Linked DNA regions of Mus musculus: region 2 is linked to region 1. The links are chromatin contacts, called in public Hi-C maps. All regions are on one chromosome and are shown on one strand. Each heading gives the region's core, a stretch centred on a gene start, on an enhancer-like site or on the middle of the called end of the contact. The rest is flanking DNA. Distances are from core to core; before and after follow the strand shown.

What was found. A called contact is a pair of places that touch in the nucleus more often than the background predicts.
Region 2: a contact with region 1 is called in a Hi-C map of bone marrow-derived macrophages, with 28 read pairs. The contact joins two enhancer-like sites. A contact is called at or near these places in 1 of 39 promoter capture datasets (the C10 cell line), 2 of 484 Hi-C or Micro-C datasets (bone marrow-derived macrophages and cortical glia) and 4 of 115 datasets of contacts at active chromatin or transcription factors (bone marrow-derived macrophages, embryonic stem cells and epiblast stem cells).

What each region holds. Positions count from the first base shown.
Region 1 is chr7:3,397,447-3,402,390 of GRCm38.p6, forward strand. The region is part of intron 1 of Cacng8 (calcium channel, voltage-dependent, gamma subunit 8); the gene reads left to right. Among named protein-coding and RNA genes, the nearest start is that of Cacng8, 5.9 kb to the left of the region's middle. Within about 2 kb of position 2,690, at least 16 of the 459 cell types and tissues checked have an H3K27ac peak or open chromatin away from gene starts, as enhancers often do. A contact at or near this core is called in bone marrow-derived macrophages, where this site is marked.
Region 2 is chr7:3,595,122-3,600,065 of GRCm38.p6, forward strand. No RefSeq gene overlaps it. Among named protein-coding and RNA genes, the nearest start is that of Oscar, 19 kb to the right of the region's middle. Within about 2 kb of position 2,805, at least 7 of the 459 cell types and tissues checked have an H3K27ac peak or open chromatin away from gene starts, as enhancers often do. A contact at or near this core is called in bone marrow-derived macrophages, where this site is marked.

The sequences.
Region 1 (4,944 bases), core at 1,440-3,939:
AAGTTCCCCGTGGGAAGGCACTGCTGATGGAGCAATTATGGCATCTGAGAGGGAGAGCAGGGTGAGGGGTGTCTCGGAGGTGGGGCTTCTGAACCTCCGCCCTGGTGACATTTTGGGACTGAGAATTCTGTGTGGCGGGGGCTGAGCTGTACATCGTAGGACGTTGATCTGCTCCTCTATTCTCTGTCTAGTCCCGCCCACCCCCAACAGTTGTGACAACCAAGATCGTAAATTGTCTCCATACATTATTTACATTCTCGGGGGGGGGGGGGGGGGAGATTAAATATCCCCTCAGGTGAGAACCCCAGGCACTGATGAAGAATTGAAGAAGTGCTGGCCAGAGCACTTGGCAGTGGGGGATCTGCTCTTGAGATGAAAGAGCAAGCAGTTTTTATTTAAATTCCTTTATTTTCTCTTAGTTAGCTCACTATTAAGGAGAGGTAGCACAGGCTCCATTGTGAGCATGTCTGATTTAGAGTGCTTGGTAAGAAATAATACCCGTGACAGGGGGAGGTGGCGGACTGAAGGGCTTCAAGCATGCAGCGTGGTAATTACTTCAGGCTTCATGCAGCACGGAGGCAGTGTTGCCACTGCTAGTGAAACAGCCATACTACACGTGCGTGTGGCTGCTGCCCAGCTGAGCAGCATTCATGGGCCGCCAGGGTTTGACTCCTGCCCTCTGCTTTTCTCTTCCCCCTCTCCCTACTTCCCCCTTCTCTCTCTTTTTTCTTTCTTCCTCTCCTCCATCCCTGTCTCTCCTTTCTGTGTGGTTTGGGTTTTTGAGATATGGTGTCAAGTAGCCTATGCTGACTTCTAATTTGCTAGGTAGCCAAGGCTGGCTTTTAACTTTTTTAGTTTTTTTTATAACTGATTTCTTTTTCTAAAGATTTATTTATTTATTTTATGTACGTGAGTACACTGTAGCTGTACAGATGGTTATGAGCCTTTATGTGGTTGTTGGGAATGGAATTTTTTAGGACCTCTGCTCACTCCGGTCGGCCCCGCTCTCTCTGGTTAACTCCGCTCTGCTTACTCTGACCCACAGATTTGTTTATTATTAGAAATAAGTACGCTGTATCATGCACCAGAAGAGGGCAGCAGATCCGATTACAGATGGTTGTGAGCCACCATGTGGTTGCTGGGATTTGAACTCAGGACCTCTGAAAGAGCAGTCAGTGCCATCTCGCCAGCCCTTAAGTTTGTTGTTGATTTTTTGTTGTTGTTGGTTTTTTGTTTTTTTTGTTTTCAAGACAGGGTTTCTCTGTATAACCCTGGCTGTCCTGGAACTCACTCTGTAGACCAGGCTGGCCTCGAACTCAGAAATCTGCCTGCCTCTGCCTCCCGAGTGCTGGGATTAAAGGTGTGCGCCACCATGCCTGGCAACTTTGTTTTTTGTTTTTTTTTTTTAAGTAGGAAATCTATGTAGATTCTTTTATCTTTGTCTTGTTTACTTGTTTGTTAAATGTGTGTGTGTGTGTGTGTGTGTGTGTGTGTGTGTGCATGTCACACACACATGCATGCCATGGCTACATATGGTCAGCAGGTAACTCATGGCAGTTATTTTTTTTTCTCTTCCTACCGCATGACTTCCACAGTCTGACTCAGGTCATCAGATTTAGCAGTAAGCACCTTAGCCCAATGAGCCATCTCATTGGTCCAGACAAGATCCTCTTGCCTCTCAGTCTCTTAAATGCTGGAATTACAACATGAATTCCAGCACAAGGCTTATTGTTTCTGTTTTTAAGACATGGCTGGGGATGCAGCTCAAGCTAGCCTTGAACTCACAACAATCCTGCCTCAGGAAACCTTAGGCCTGAAACCACAGACAAGAGCTACCACACCTGGCTTATCCCCATGCCCCAATAGACTGAACCCAGAGCCACATTCATGATAGGAAGGTGTTCTATCCCTGAGTGGTAACCTTGGCTTTTTTTTTTTTTTTTTTTTTGAGATAGAGTCTCACTAAGTTTCCCCCCAGGCTGGCCTTGAACTTGCAGTCCTTCTGCCTCAGTCTCCCAAGTAGATATAATAAAAGATCTGTGTCAAAAGGTCCCTCTTTGACACTCTCTTCTCCGGTGACTCTAGATTGTGTCCAGTTAGCAAAATTAAACCGGCCATCACAAAGGGTTAGAGTATGGGGGAGCTAGAGAAATGAATTACAGGAGAGTTGAGAAAGGATTAGATGTTTAGTTAAAGCTAGGTAAGTCTGTTTGCTGTAAGTCAAAGGAGGTTAATGTGTCAAGGCTAGCTGGTGAACGCTGCCTTGACTGTTACCGTAGCTATCATTCATGTGTTGCTCAGATAACCCTGCTAAAGAGCTACTGTTACCGCCCCCAAGAGAAAGCAAAGGTTCAGAGAAGCACAGTGTCTTGCCCCGAGTCACACTGTAGCATCTGGATTGAAATTTAGGTCTGGAACAAGACAAGGAAAACGCCAGCTTCCAGCCCACTGGGCATTCAAGTGTGTGGAAGGTGGGTCTTGGATTTCTGAGACTCACTCTCTAGCTTCCTTTGTGGTATCTGAAATGGGATAGAGTTTTGCCATTGAGATATAAACCCTAAAGTAAGACTGAAGGGGCTTGCCTTTTGTCTGCCACCTAGAACAGTGTGACCTTGGGCTGTATGTACATGTTAACACTCCCAGTTTCATTTTCATTATTGCAGAAGGAGGATCATAGTAATGCCTTATTCATAAGATTAAGGGGAAGTCTGCATAGATATGAGTAAAACACTTAGTAGGCTGGCTGGCACTGTACATCCTGGTACTGTTGTTTACATATTTCTCTTTTCTTCTTACTGGGATTTCATGGGATTAAATTCAGAATCCTTCCTCCCTTAGCACTCAGCTTCTTTCCAACAGAAATATGAATTGTATATATAATTAATTTTTCCTAATACCTACACTAAAACAAACAAAAGACAGGGTCGTGGGTGTGCACTGGTAGAGCACTTGCCTAGAATCCCCCATAGAGGGGCTGGGAGTGTGGCTTAGTATACAGCACCTGCCAAATGCCCCACTCTTACCCTGTGAGGGCTTAGGGGCATGGTTTAGTAGTAAACCACCTATGTAGACTCCACCAATAAGGGCTTGGTCAGGTGGCTCAGTGGTAGAGCACTTGCCTAGAAGTGAGGGTTCTGGTGTAATGTTTCAGTGGTTCAATGGTAAGATGTCTCCCTGGGATCTTCCAGTGAGAACCTAGGGGTGGAACTTGGTAGTAGGGTGAGGCACTCTGATATTATACGTGGGCTCCATTCCCAGCCCTAAAAACCAAAATGAGGTGAGCTTAATATTTAAGCGAGTGTGACCCAAAGACCGCATAGAAGCAATGTGAACCATTACCCTCTCCCTTTTAGCGTCTTCACGTCCTCTTAGGAAGTCCACTGTCTTTCCTCCTCATAGCCCATGCCTATGGCTGCATTGGGGATGGAAGGGGGTGGTGCCCACGCCGGACAGCTGTGTTCCAGCTTCCCTGAGAACTCTCAGCTATGCTCCCAGCAACTCTCTGGGGACCCAACAGTCTGGACCTACAGTCCCATTTATTGCCGCTGACTTTGCAAACCCCTGTGTTCAGCACTTTGCCTGCCTTATTATCTCATTGAGTCCTTGCAATTGTGCCACCGGGAAGGCATTATTATGGCTCCTGTTTGTCAGAACAGGAAGCTGGAGGCCTGAGAAAGAAAAGTGACTCAGGCTGGGACACCCACAATGTGAGGCGTGTGAAGAATGCACCGTACTGGACCTGTTTTTCATGTGTCCTGTCCACAGCTGTGTGCTGTATGTTAGTCAGGTCCAGGGCATGGGGGTTGGGCGGGTTGTAAAGACTCAGGGACATTTCACTACCATCTCTGGACATAAAAAGCCCCTATGTAGGCCGGGGTTGGAAGGATGGTTCAGCAGTTAGGAATACTTGCTACTCTTCAGGAGACGAGAGTTCAGTTCCCAGGATACATGTCAGGTGGCTCACCACTAACTAACTCCAGTGCAAAAGGGATCTGATACCCTCTTCTGGCCTTCAGGAGCACCAGTACTCCATTCCCACCAATTCCCAGTAAAAAATAAAAGGAACCTGAGCTGGGTGTGGTGGTACATACTTTTAGTCCCAGAACTCGGGAAACATAGACAGGCAGATCTCTCTGGTTTACATAGTGAGTTTCAAGACAGCCAGGGCTACATAGAGAGATCCTGTCTCAAAAAAAAAAAAAAAAAAAAAGGAGAGGGAGGAAGAGGAAGAAGAAGAAGAAATATAATCTTTAAAAAGTAAAAGTTTGGGGGCTGGTGAGATGGCTCAGCAGATAAGAGCATCCGACTGCTCTTCCAAAGGTCCTGAGTTCAAATCCTAGCAACCACATGGTGGCTTACAACCATCCATAATGAGATCTGACTCCCTCTTCTGGAGTGTCTGAAGACAGCTACAGTGTACTTACATATAATAAATAAATAAATCTTAAAAAAAAAAAAAGTGAAAGTTTTGCCACTGGTGGCGCACGCCTTTTATCCCAGCACTTGGGAGGCAGAGGCAGGCGGATTTCTGAGTTCGAGGCCAGCCTGGTCTACAGAGTGAGCTCCAGGACAGCCAGGGCTCTACAGAGAAACCCTGTTTCAAAAAAAAAAAAAAAAAAAAAAAAAAGTAAAAGTTTCTAGCCTGGTGGGCTCAGATCTCAGATCTTAGAAGCTGGTGCCTGCTGTGACCGTCACAGGATTTGCTTTTCAGTTCATCGGAACCTCAACAGAACCCTCTAAAGCCACAATATCATCTTCATTTCTCAGTGAGGAGACTGAAACTGGGCGTCAGGGGGACATTCTGTTTCCTAAGAGCTGCCCTGCTCGGCAGGACTGGGATAGGAGTCTAGAGAAGTTGGCTTAGAGCCCAAGCTCTGTGACTCCCCCGAACCTGGCAGTGGTTAAGCCTCCTCCATAGGATACAGCATCTGTGTGAGGAGGGGC
Region 2 (4,944 bases), core at 1,555-4,054, 200 kb after region 1:
CAACCCCGAAAACCTAACCTTGTAAGCCTTATTAAAATCTGATTCCTCCTGTGGTGAACTCTTGTGGCTCTGCCATAATATCTGGAAACTCTAGCAGCTACATTTTAGGCATTTGCTATCCCCGTTCCAAAACGGGGTTAATTCTCTCCTGCTACCTGCTACCTCTCTTCCTCCCTCCAACCCAGAAGTCCCGCCTACTCACCCAGTGATTGGCTCCTTTATTCATTAGGTGATTGGTTCATAAGAACAGCACCAGGCCGGTCCACAACACTTGCCCCTTTCTGTTCTAAAAAAAAAAAACCGCCGGGCAGTGGTGGCGCAAGCCTTTAATCCTAGAACTTGAGAGACGAGGCAGGCGTATTTCTGAGTTGGAGGCCAGTCTGGTCTACAGAGTGACTTCCAGGCAGGACAGCCAGGGCTACACAGAGAAACCCTGTCTCGAGGGGAAAAAAAAAAAAAAAAAAAGCCAGGCTGGCAAGATGTTTCAGCGGGTAGGAGCACTTGACTGCTCTTCTGAAGGTCCTGAGTTCAAATCCCAGTAACCACATGGTGGCTCACATCCACCCATAATGAGATCTGATGCTCTCTTCTGGCATGTCTGAAGACAGCTGCAGTGATAATAATAAATAAATCTTTAAAAACAAAAAAAAAACCCTTTCTCTCAAATATAAACAGAACACAACTATTACCATTTTATAATCTATAGAGTATAAGATTGTTCATCATTTATGAAATTAAGATAGAACATTGTCATCTATCTTAAGTTAAAAGACTTATGGTTCTACCCTGACTTATGTCCTGGCTTTAGATAGTATACCATCTGAAAATCATCCTCTCAAATCTATTCTTTCAAAGTAAATAGCCTGGGTTGGCTATGAGACTATTAATTAATTTTTCAACCCCATCAGAAATCTGAGAATGACCAACATTAACTGAAAATAAATAAGAAGCCTAACACTGCTTCCAGAACTGAGACAAATTGTAGAGACAGCTGCCTACCTATACAGCCCCCGTAAGTCAGGAAGTTGGAGCATGTCTTGAGCCTTCTGGCCCAGGCTCATCTATCTGACAGACCTTAGAGATACAGGAATACTAAGGACTAGCCTATTCTGTCTCAGCAGAACTAAGCTGTCCTAACCTGTAAATTGTGTCCTTTCAAGAACAGTACAGGTCTGCAGGAGAGATTGGCAATTTTCTACCCAGTGGCAACCTAGCCACAAATGTAGGGCCTCACTTGAAGAAAAGATGCTCAGCTGCTTCTTTGAATCCATGAATGGGAAGCTGTTAGGAGCAGATTTGTCTCAACAAGTGAATAAATGGCATTAACTGTCACATTCTGTGGATTTGTGACATTTTTGAAAACCAACTATCCCTGTAAGTAATCTGGACTGTTCTCCATTAACCGCTCTCAGCTATTTCTAATTACAGTCTCTGAAACACCCTAACAATAAAGTCAGAGCCATGAATTTGCTATTTGGTCCTTAACTCACAGGCTTAATCATCTTAGATCAATTTATAATAACAGTTATAGAACGACTGGGTCTAAGCCCTATACTTTTAAATTTTTTGTATCAATACAAGAAATTTATACCAGCCAGGCGTGGTGGTGCACGCCTTTAATCCCAGCACTCGGGAGGCAGAGGCAGGCAGATTTCTGAGTTCGAGGCCAGCCTGGTCTACAGAGTGAGTTCCAGGACAGCCAGGGCTACACAGAGAAACCCTGTCTTGGGAAAAAAAAAAAAAAAAAAACCTTGATTTTGCATCAAAATAAATTCTGTATCAAAATAAGAAATTATGACATCAACTTAGTAACAAGTAAAAATATTTCTACAAAATGAGATTACAGCTATGCAATCAATTCTAGCTATTCCTCCCTGTTCCAACTATGACCATTTCAACATTCCCTAGAAAGACAGCCTATGATAAGCCCCTCCAGTCCCAAAGGCCAGGGAACTGGAGCAACGACTCTTCATAACGTTTTCAAGCTGAATATGGGCATTGAGATATTTTTAAGGGGAGGGGGGAGGAAGGGTAGGGAAAATAGGATTGGTTAGCCTTAAGAAGGCCACACCAATGATTGATTTAGCCTCTGATGTCTGTGTCTTGATTGGATCTGGCTGAAAGTCCAAGATATCTGGAGACCCACCAAGGCTATATATTCTGTAATATGCAAATCTCAAAACAATTTTTTGGTATCATCAAGATAACCTTTTGTTTGATTCTCTGGAATCTAGTTCCTCAGGGAGTCTCCCTCTATCATATCAGAAGATCAGTCAGGTGCTCTTATACACTGAGCCATCTCACCAGCCCAGCATCCTTTAATCCCAGCACTCAGGAGGCAGAAGCAGGTAGATTTCTCTGAGTTGGAGAACAGTCTTTTGTAAGTTCCAAGACAGCTAGGGTTATACACAGAGAAATCCTGTCTCAAAAAACCACCATCACCACCACCACCACCAAGAACAACAACAAACAATACTACAACAAACATACACAAACACACATACACAAATACAGAGCCCAATGTATACAGCCCACTTTGTTGACCTCACTGTCAAGGTGCTATATCTAGATGGCATTTTTTTTAAAGATTTATTTATTATTATATCTAAGTACACTGTAGCTGTCTTCAGATGCACCAGAAGAGGGCATCAGATCTCATTATGGGTGGTTGTGAGCCACCATGTGGTTGCTGGAATTTGAACTCAGGACCTTTGGAAGAGCAGTCAGTGCTCTTAACCACTGAGCCATCTCACCAGCCCCTAGATGGCATTTCTACATTCTTGCAGCTCCAGTGTACAATAAATCAGAAACAGGAAGCATGGGATGGTCTTGTGACAGCCTTGTGGGGGATAGGAAAGGCAAGGAACACTGTTTCTCTAACCACAGTAACTCAGGCACTAAATGTACAACATTTATCTCTCCAGATCAGGAGAGACTCCAGTTCTCTGTAGGCACTGACTTAAGTGTCCAAAAATTAGACTTGGTTCTGACACTAACTCTCTGGACTCGATGCAGACCCACCAGTTGGGGTCACTGTCCCCCAAGCCTATATCTAGTGTCAGTTACAAGTGGTGGATCTCCCAGTTACCCACATGTCAGGAAGTTGGTTTTTTTTTTTTTGTTTGTTTGTTTTTTGTTTTTTTGTTTTTGGTTTTTCAAGACAGGGTTTCTCTGTATAGCCCTGGCTGTCCTGGAACTCACTTTGTAGATCAGGCTGGCCTCGAACTCAGAAATCCGTCTGCCTCTGCCTCCGAGTGCTGAGATTAAAGGCGTGTGCTACCACGCCCGGCTTCCCACATGTCTTAGTTAGGGTTTTGCTGCTGTGAACAGACACCATGACCAAGGCAAGTCTTATAAAAAACAACATTTAATTGGGGCTGGCTTACAGGTTCAGAGGTTCAGTCCATTATCATCAAGGTGGGAGTATGGCAGCATCCAGGCTGTCATGGCGCAGGCAGAGCTGAGAGTTCTATGTCTTCATCCAAAGTCTGCTAGTGGACGACTGACTTCCAGGCAACTGGGGTGAGAGTCTTAAGCCCTCACCCACAGTGACACGCCTATTCCAACCAGGCCACACCTCCAGATGGTGCCACTCCCTGGTCCAAGAATATACAAACCATCACACCACACTTCTGCCTGACCCCTTGTCATCTTAGGGTTAGGGTTAGGAGACCTCAGGAAAACACTCTCCTTACTATTATAGTTTAGTAGAGAAAATAAACTCTGGGATTCTTCAGGAATAGTAAGGTGATGAGGTGGGGTTGGGGGTTGCGTGGGGTGGGGGAGGGCAACAATGACTAAAATGCATTAAATACAAGTACTTCTGTGGTGGTTTGAATATGCTTGGAATTAGATGTGACCTTGTTGGAGGAAGTGTGTCCCTGTGGGAGTGGGCTTTGGAGGACTCTTATGCTTAGGCTCCGCCCGTTGCAGAAGAAAGTTTCTTCCTAGCTGCCTGAGGATGCCAAGTCTCTCCTGGTTGCCCTCTGATCAAGATGCAGAGCTCTCAGCTTCTTCTCCAGCAACCATGTCAGACTGCACACTGCCATGCTTGCTGCTATGATGATAATGAACTAAACCTCCCAAACTGTAAGCCAGCCCCAATTAAATGTTTGCCTTTATAAGAGTTGTCTTGATCATGGTGTCTCTTCATAGCAATGGAAACCCCAACGAAGACAATAACATTGCCAGAGTCAAGAATAAATAAATAAATAAATAAATATATAAATAAGGATAAGTCAGCCTGGTGGTTCATGCCTGTAAATACCAGCTACTCAGAGGTTAGGGCAGAAACATGGCATATTCAAGGCTCACTCATGGTACAAACTGAATTCAGTGCCAGCCCAAAAATATTTAGGGAAACCCTGTCTCAAAATTAAAAAAAAAAAAATGTTTAAAATGGCTGAGGATGCAATTCAGAAGTAGAATATTTGCCTAGTATAAGACTCTAGGTTCTGGAACTGGTGAGATGGATCACAGGTAAAGGCACGTGACAGCCTAATGGTGAGATGGATCACAGGTAAAGGCACGTGACAGCAAGCCTAATGACTTAAGTCTGATGCCTAAACCCACATGGTGGAAGGAAAGAACCAGCTTTCACATGTGCTCCCCCACACATACACATGCATGCACATAAATACATACATACATACATACATACATAAATAAATCTGGTTTTTTTAACCCCTGGGACCTGGGGCTGGAGGCATGCCTCAGTGGTTAAAAGTCCTAATTGCTCTTGCAGATCATGAGAGTTCAGTTCCCAGCACACATTTGGATGGCTCACAACCATCTCTAACTCTAGCTCCAGGGGAACCCAATGCCTCTGGCGTCCCAGGGCACCTGTATTCACCTGTATTCACACCCATAACCCATTATCCCCATACACATACCATAATGCAAAAATACATTTTAAAATATTTTTGTTTTATTTATTTATTTTGC